Linked DNA regions of Sus scrofa: all the other regions are linked to region 2. The links are chromatin contacts, called in public HiChIP or PLAC-seq maps. All regions are on one chromosome and are shown on one strand. Each heading gives the region's core, a stretch centred on a gene start, on an enhancer-like site or on the middle of the called end of the contact. The rest is flanking DNA. Distances are from core to core; before and after follow the strand shown.

Region 1 (2,700 bases), core at 4-2,503, 68 kb before region 2:
CTCCGATTTGACCCCTAGCCTAGGAACTTCCATATGCAGTGTGTGTGGCCCTAAAAAAAAAAAATACACACACACACACACACACATATATATCTTATATATATTCATGTATGTTGTATATGAAATTAAATGTATATTATATATTTTTTATAAAATATATGTATACTGGGGGGCCACACACATGGTATATGGAAGTTCATACACACACACACACACACACTGAAATCTAAGCTAGATAAAGAGAAAAGGTTGAGAGAGGGAAGATAGGGTCAAGGAATCGAAAGTCTCACAGCAACTGAAAAGTCGTTTTCATGGGGGCACTTGAGCAAGTGAACTGGAGGGATCAGGTAGTGGATGGAGTTTGGTGTGATGGAGGATGTGGCTGAGGCCAAGGGAAGGAGAAGGTCCTTGAAGCGGAGGGGTTTTCAGAACTGAGAGGCAGGGTGTTTGCCTGGGCTACCCATTTGGATGCTGACGTTATGTTGAGTGAGATCACCAAGTGTGCTGGAGAGTTTAACACTGAGCCAGATATGCCAAAATATCAGATAGTGGAATTCCCGCTGTGGCGCAGTGGGTTAAGGATCTGACTGCAGTGGCTTGAGTCCCTGCAGAAGTCCAGGTTCGCTCTCCTGCCTGGCACAGTGGGTTAAAGGATCTAGCATTGCCACAGCTGTAGCTGTGACTTGGATTCAGTCCCTGGCCTGGGAACTTCCACATGCCGTGGGTGTGGCCATTAAAAAAAAAAAAAATCTGACAGTGGTAAGTGTTGTGCAAATAATTAAAATTAGACTCTGGGATAGAAAGGGGATAGACAGCTTCTTCAGACTGAGAGGCCAGGGAAGGCCTCTCTGAGGAGGTGACATTTATGGTCAAATCGGAATGATCAGATGATGGGCAGAGAGAATAATCCTGGCAGAGGGAACAACTAGTACAAAGGTTGTAAACTGGGTACAAACTCTTTACCTCTGAAGAACAGAAGGAAGGCCAGTAAGCCGGAGCCTATTCAACCAAGAAAGGGTGAAGTGAAATGAAATGAAATGAGGTTGGAGGGGCGTAGGAGGGTGAAGGGTTTTGAAAGTCCCGGTCAGGAGCTTCTGCGCCATACTGTGGTAGCCCACCTCCCTAAGGACCCTCTCGTTGGCAGGCCTTTGTGTAATCCTCTCCCTCATTGAGTGGGGCCAACCTGTGTGACCAGTGAGCTGTTGAAGCCCTCGTGGTGTGAGTTTCCAGCGCTAGGTCATAAGACACGCAGCTCCTGGTGTCTCTCTTAGACCACTCAGCTGAAGGAAGGCAGCCTGCCATGTTGTGAGGACATTACACTAGCCTGTGGAAGGGTTCACGTGGTGAGCTTGAGGCACTGAGGCCTCCAGCTGACAGCCACCATGGGAGGGGGCCATGGTGGAAGGAGAGCTTCCAGCCCTAGACAGACCTCCAGAGGCTATGGCCTCACATATCTTTCATTCATTAATATTCTGATATCTGTCTCTAAAAGCTAAGGACTCTTTTTTTTTTTTAAGCATAATACAGTTATCACATCTAAAAAATAAGAATGCCTTAGTATCACACCAAAAAATCAGTGTTCACGTTTCCCCTGATTTTGTAAATTTGATTTGTTTCAGGATCCAGACAAGGACCAGTGTACTTGGTTAATATGTTTGATTAATATGTTAATTAATACAATTAATATATTTCCTCTTTTTTTTTTTTATTTGTAGGGTTCCCTCTCTCCTTCCTCTCAACTTACCTAAAAAATAAACTTGGCTTTCTATTAGTTTCTCACCTGGTTTTTGCTAATTGCATCCCCATGGTGTGTTTAACATGTTCCTCTAGCTTCTGTTTCTTGCAAACTGGTAGTTACAACTAGAGGCTTGATCCAGCCCAGGTTCTTCTCCTTTGGCAAGAATACTTTACATGAGGTGGTGTCCACTTCCATTAGGAGGCGTAGACAGCAGTTGCCTCATCTTACAGTGACGTTAACAGGTGTTGGAGATCAGTGCCTCGCTGTGTTAATTTATGTTGCGAAATGGGGATCTTCTAATTCTGTCGTGTTTCTTCCTTAATTAGCTAGACAGCCTTCCCCATATGACTCTGGTTAATCTGAGGTTCACATCACTCTGGAAGGGCAGGTTAAATGCTTGATTCTTTCCCCTTTCCTTACCAGTTTTCAAAACAGTAAGTTGGTTCCCTAGCATCATCCAAAGGAGACCGGTGGGGTTTTCTATTGTTGTTATTATGAGGTTTTAGTGTTATGAACTCATGGCTCTTTAGCATGTTTGATGCATGTGGGTCCATTGCAGCGCTTATTTTTATTGATGCTTCTGATGCCCCATTCCTAACTAGTGGGAGGATCCTCTTCAGATTGACCTCTGAAGATTTTTTGTAGGTGGCACCCTTCCTTTTTGATACTCAGGATGTCCAGGACTTCCTTTGTGCATTTTCTGCCCCAAATCTGAATCCGCTGTTTCTTGGAGGAGTTCAGGTTCCTCTCAGTGGTGAAGGCTGTATGTGCCTGACCATGTCTAACTTTTTAATAGATGCTAATCAGAATGTATGTAGCATTTACAAAAGGTCCTCTTTCATTTTGAGGTCAAATAGATAGAAATCCTGTTTTTCTTAATCTAAGAAATACAGAATGATTTTGTTTGCAGGGAAATAGAAAAACAAAGGCTTTTAGATAGAAAAAAAAATAAATGAAGGTTT
Region 2 (2,700 bases), core at 143-2,642:
TCTTTGACAAATAATGAACTGCGGTTGTTACCAGCACTCTGAGGAGGTGGTAGAGGATGTTTCGGGACTGTTGAACAGGAAGGCCTGGTCTAGACAGGGAGTGTCAAGGAAAAGCTTTCCCAGGGTAAGGTTTCTGAGATGGCAAGGGTAAGATGAAACAAAACTGCTCAAAGAAAGAAGCTGAATACAGTTTTAGAGCTGAAAGGAACCAGAGATATCACCCAGCGATGTCCAGTCCTTACATTGCACAGATGGGAAAACCGAAGCCTAACTGAGGTTACACAGTCTTGGAGTTCCCTTTGTGGCTCAGCAGTTAACGAACCCAACTAGGATCCATGAGATTGCGGGTTCGATCCCTGGCCTCACTCAGTGGGTTAAGGATCCTGTGTTGCCGTGAGCTGTGGTGTAGGCCACAGATGCTGATTGGATTCAGCGTTGCTGTGTGCTGTGGTATAGGCTGGCAGCTGTAGCTCTGATTCCACCTCTAGCGTGGGAACTTCTATTTGCCACGGGTGCGGCCCTAAAAAAAAAGAAAAAAAAAAAAAAAAAGAGGTTACACAGCCTTTTCACCCCTGGAGATTAGAGATGCAAACCCAGCGTGCTTTTCTTTGGTGGGTAGAAAGCAAGATGCACTGAGTGAGAAGGGACTTGGGCATGGGGGATGCCAGGTAGGTTTTCAATTTCGTGTTTACTCCAGGTCAGCAGCTGAGCTATTCCTCACATGGGGGAGGAGATTAGAGGTGACTCAGACCTGCCAGTTTGCTGTGTTGCAGCTTAGCTTTTATTTGGGGCAGGTGAAGGAGATATCAAACACACACGCCCCCAAAAGGTCCATGTGGAGTTCAAATGGGAAACCAGTCACTGTTCTGCAGCTCTCTAGCTGTGTGATTTGGGATATGTTGCTTAACCTCTCTGAGCTGGCATTCACAGTTTATACTTTGGTATATTTCCTTTCAGTCTTTTCCTGTGCGTTTTAGGTGCTTGTTAGAGATCAGTCGTGCCCTATATTTCACCCTAATCTTTAAAGATGAAAGTCTTGTTTGGGTAAGGTGTTGTTTAAGCCCCCCTTGAAAGAGCAGTTTGCCAGCCTGTGCTTGCCCAAACATCCAGAGAGTAACTGTGGCAAGCCAAGCTCCAGGATCTGCAAGAATCGTTAGCAACTGAGCATATTTCTATAAACCAATAAAGGTTTTTATATTTTGTTCATCTGTTACCCTTATGCTGTTGCCACTTTCACATTCCGCGTGTGTAGGTGGAGAGTATGAGATAACAGCATTTCAGAAATGAAAGTGAGTGGAAAAGGGCCGCTTTCCCTTTAAGGCAGCTTCATTTCCCCAGCTCCCTCCCCTTTCCTGATTGACAAACCTAACCCAAGTCACATGATCCGCCTCTATTTGAAGGTCACAAAAAGCTGCTTCCTTTAGAGACAGAGGGGGAGAGAGAGAGCAAGAGGGAGAGTGAGTGTGAGAGTTAGTTCAAGCCAAAATGGCCGACAGAGTCTCTGCTGGTTTCTGAATATTTAAAATACAAAAAAACAGATAGACAAAAAGAAATCATTTTTTGGACCTTTTTTCATTTCCATTTCTACCTTGTATGCCTCAATTTGCTGGATTTAAGCACTGCTGCACTTTATGAGGTTGGTAAATATTTTCAATTTTTTAAAACCAATTGATTTATATGGATCTTGTCTAACCGTTTTCACTAGTGGTGTTGCAAATCGACATTTGTCTAGCATGGAGACTGGCTTCAGACATTTCGTGAATCTGTGTAAATCAGATCCGTGATGTACTTTTGGTTCGGCATTTTAGAAATGGAAAAGCCTTGGTAAAATATTTGATTTCGAAGCGATTTAATTGCACTTTTAATTTATATGCAGATTTTCATCATCGTTTCTGTCTGGCAAACAAACGAAGCTGCGAGTAATTGGAAATTTGATATTTAGAAAGAGGTTTTTTTAAAATACACAGACCTCTCCCTGCCCCCTTAAATCTGCTGCAAAAATTTGCATAAATATAAATGGGTTTGCATTCTTTCGGCTGCTAAGGCCGACAAAGGATCTGGGAGGGCAAGCACCACCATGGGACAGCCTTTTTCTTTTTTTTTTCCCCTTTTTTTTAAAAAAAAATTTTAAAGCTAGGCCATCCTTCTTAGAAAGATGTAAAACCTAAAATAAGACTTGATACGTTTTAAACATCAGGCTGGGGGCGAGTGAACACCAGGAGGTTTGGGGTTTGTAGATTCCCCTGCGTGAAAACCTCCCAAGCAATGTGTGGATCACCCCTCTCACCGCGCGCGCTCACTGGCACCGGGTCTCTGTGTGTGTTCTCAAATGTGCAGCCAGATGCGCTTTTATTTTGATCGTGGTTTGAACCAAATGGTAGGACTCTGGTGTAAACATGGTGTTTTAAGATCTGAACAGCTCTTCACCCCGATTAGGAGTTATTTCTCTATCAGTTTCTCCCCGCGGATTGGTCGTCTTCGTTTCTCAAAGATCACAGTTTCTGTTTGATTTTATACGGATGAACTGGGCTTTTCAGCGCAAATCAGCATCTGTGTGTGTAGTTGCCGGTTTTAGCCACGTACCCATTGTGAGGTGATCATTTTGGGTCACACAAATAAGTAGCTGTCTGTATATGGAGGTTGGTTACCCCCGAAACTGTGCAGTGCCCTGAAGTTAAATTCCATTACTCCTAGTGCAGG
Region 3 (2,700 bases), core at 142-2,641, 110 kb before region 2:
GTCCCCAACAATGTCACCTCTACAAGCTGACTGAGGAGCTTAGGTTCTGAATGAAATGTTTTGACGATGTTGGGTTGGCTGATGGGTACAATTCTAGGCTAAGGTAAAGGCACTAAAAGCGAAAAGAGCTAAGGCAATGGAGTCAAACAGACCTGGGACCAAATGCCGGTCTACTACTTCCCACCTAGGTGACCTTGGGCAAATATCCCAGCCGCTCTGGAGCCCTGGTTTCCTATCGGTAAAATTTAGAATATAAAACTCACGGGTTTAACCAATAGTCCCTGTAAAGATCTCTGCATAGTTGGCACAAAGTAGGCACGCAATAAATAGCAGTCGTTATTACAGTCAACTACAGGCCAAACGACCAGAGTCATCTAAACTCCCTAGCAAACAACCGTAGCAAAACGAATCCAGATCTGACCGACGCGCCTTTTAGCCCAATAAGGTACCAGGAAAGAACTCGGTGGAGACAAACCAATGGCACTAGCTCTTGTTGTTGGACGGGCTCTCTTGCCGTCCCACCAATAGTTTGAGGATTTGACCAGGGAGTGACATTCCAACAGTCCAATGACGTACAACCAGCCCACACTCAGCACTTCGGAGGGGATAAATCAAGGAGCCGGGACGTATAGATTCCGTTATTAGGCAGTAGTGGATAGAGAGAGGACCTTAGGGGAAACAGCGCGAGGCCGAGGCACTAATGAGCAAATAAAAGAAAAAAGGCGATGGTTGCGCCAAGTGAGCTCGGCCGCCATCATGCTCTAGTTTCCCCTTCGCCTCTCCCAGTCCGCAACGGAGGAAGCGGCCTCTGGGATGCTGAGGGGGTGTGTCCCCTAATGATTGGCGCAGGCAGCGTAGCCAATCCTAGCTCGTCAAACGGAACGCACTTAACCAATGAGGGGCGACGGCAGCGGCGAGGAATTGGAGGGGCGGAACAGCAGCTTGACGGGCATAGAAGGCAGCCAGTGACGGCCGGCAGCATCCTTCCTGCGGCCAATGGAATGGGGCTCTGGGCGGGCCCCCGAGTGTTTGTGTTGTGGTTTTGGGGGAGGGAGGCGGAGGGGAAAGTTTGTTTATTTTGTTTTTAGTTTCTGGGGTCCCCGTGTTTCTCGGAGGTGAAGCGGGAGGGAGTGACTCCCCCCCGAGCCCCTCAGTCTCCCTACTACGTCGCCTCCATAGCCTGCGGAGAAGCGGGGACCGCGCGCCTCGCAGCGCATCGCCTCACAGCGGAACGCCGCGCACTCGGAGCGGGCACGGCTCGGCGGTGAGTGAGGACCGACGGCCACTGCTGTCCTTCCCCTCCCCCGCTCACCGCCCAGTCAGAGTCGGGCGGCCGGGTGGGTGAGGACGCCCGCGGGAGCGCGCCGCGCGGGGCCGGCCTGTCAAGCTGAGGCGCAGCGTGTGCATGTCCTCGCGAGTGAGCGCGCGCGGCGGGGAGAGGGCCGGGAGGGGCGTGAGCGCGCGCGCGGGGCAGGCGGGGGCGGCGGCGTTGGGCGCGCGCTCCGTGGGGCGGGCGTCTGGTGGGTTTGACCCCAGGGCGGGGAGGGACGCGGTCGACGTCCGCGCGCGGGGAAGGGGCGCTGGGAATGGAAGGGCCGGGCGGGCGCGCACGCGCGGCTCTGGGCGTCACGCGCCGGCAGGTGTGAGCTGGGGGAGGGCTTCCGGGTGGGCTGGTCGATCGAGTTCGCTTCTCGTCGCCGGGGGACCTCGGGGCGGGGAGGGGTCCCGGTAGTGGCAAAGAGCCGAGGCCCGCGGAGGCGCGTCGGGGCCCCTGCCAGGCAGTGGCAGAGGGAGGCGGCAGGCCTCAGCCTCTCGGTCCCCACCTGTGTGCAAGACCTGCGTGACGGAGCGAATGCGTTCCCCTGCTCATCCCGGACCGGGGGATCCCGCCCCCATCCCTCACCCCAGAGCCCTGAGTGTGGCCACCTTCCAGAGGCGATTCACTCTCCACGGGGAAAGGAGGGGACTGGCAGAGGACGTTCAGCCCGAGGTGTTTTCTGCTGTCCCCTGGTCCTGCGCCCTGTGGCTTCAAACTAGCCGGTTTCCACAGTGGGCTTAAATACACTGTAGAGGCTGAAGACAGCCAGTAGCCTCTAGTCGGGCACTTTAAGGACCAACCTATCCTCATATCTTTGAGCACAGAATACTATCTGGGTCTTTTCAGGCTCCTTGCTTTCTCATGTATCTTTGTATCTTTTGGCTGTTTTATTACTTTTTAGCATCTGCGCTAGAGATTGAGTGAGAGATAAGGTGAATTTCAAGTTGCTCCTTTGTATTGCAGTATAAGCAGCATCATACAACAGAATTGGCCAGAGATGTTTCTCCATAGTAAGTGAATAAAATGTCATTAATTTTGCCCCCCCCCAGCAGTTAAGCAAACAAATGTTTTGATACCTCATATCTTGTATTTTGTGAAAGTTTAACAATAGAAGCTATTTACTTCTTACTTGCAGGGAATTTCAGTAGAATGATAGTTTCCTATTGATTTGGAGAAGCATCTTGGCTTTGAAACTTTGTTTATTCTTTTGGTGATGTTATGTAAATGTCTGTTAAAAAGCAGAACTTACAGCACCTTGGCACCTCTACAGTGTGCAGTATCCTTGTAGGTAGGTAGTGGAGATGTGAATGTAGTAGGTTGCTACGCTAAGGCTAGAATCCGGAGTACAAATCAGACCGGCTTGTTTCACGTGGGATGCAGTG

What was found. HiChIP or PLAC-seq counts read pairs in DNA pulled down with a chosen protein or histone mark.
Region 1: a contact with region 2 is called in an H3K27ac HiChIP or PLAC-seq map of skeletal muscle. The contact joins two enhancer-like sites. A contact is called at or near these places in 4 of 47 Hi-C or Micro-C datasets (embryonic fibroblasts, liver and skeletal muscle) and 2 of 2 datasets of contacts at active chromatin or transcription factors (alveolar macrophages and skeletal muscle).
Region 3: a contact with region 2 is called in an H3K27ac HiChIP or PLAC-seq map of skeletal muscle. The contact joins the promoter of TNRC6B here to the enhancer-like site in region 2. A contact is called at or near these places in 3 of 5 promoter capture datasets (fetal liver, fetal skeletal muscle and liver), 14 of 47 Hi-C or Micro-C datasets (alveolar macrophages, brain, embryonic fibroblasts and 6 more) and 2 of 2 datasets of contacts at active chromatin or transcription factors (alveolar macrophages and skeletal muscle).

The regions. Positions count from the first base shown.
Region 1 is chr5:8,267,249-8,269,948 of Sscrofa11.1, reverse strand. All of the region lies in intron 1 of TNRC6B (trinucleotide repeat-containing gene 6B protein), which reads left to right. Among named protein-coding and RNA genes, the nearest start is that of TNRC6B, 42 kb to the left of the region's middle. Within about 2 kb of position 1,253, at least 3 of the 83 cell types and tissues checked have an H3K27ac peak or open chromatin away from gene starts, as enhancers often do. A contact at or near this core is called in skeletal muscle, where this site is marked.
Region 2 is chr5:8,199,188-8,201,887 of Sscrofa11.1, reverse strand. The region is part of intron 4 of TNRC6B (trinucleotide repeat-containing gene 6B protein); the gene reads left to right. Among named protein-coding and RNA genes, the nearest start is that of MIR7134, 39 kb to the right of the region's middle. Within about 2 kb of position 1,392, at least 68 of the 83 cell types and tissues checked have an H3K27ac peak or open chromatin away from gene starts, as enhancers often do. A contact at or near this core is called in alveolar macrophages, brain, embryonic fibroblasts and 5 more, where this site is marked.
Region 3 is chr5:8,309,755-8,312,454 of Sscrofa11.1, reverse strand. TNRC6B (trinucleotide repeat-containing gene 6B protein) reads left to right here and starts at 1,391. Exons shown (of 26, transcript XM_021092847.1): 1 at 1,391-1,417. The coding sequence starts at 1,406. LOC102162756 (a long non-coding RNA gene) reads right to left here and starts at 490. Exons shown (of 2, transcript XR_001305237.2): 1 at 264-490.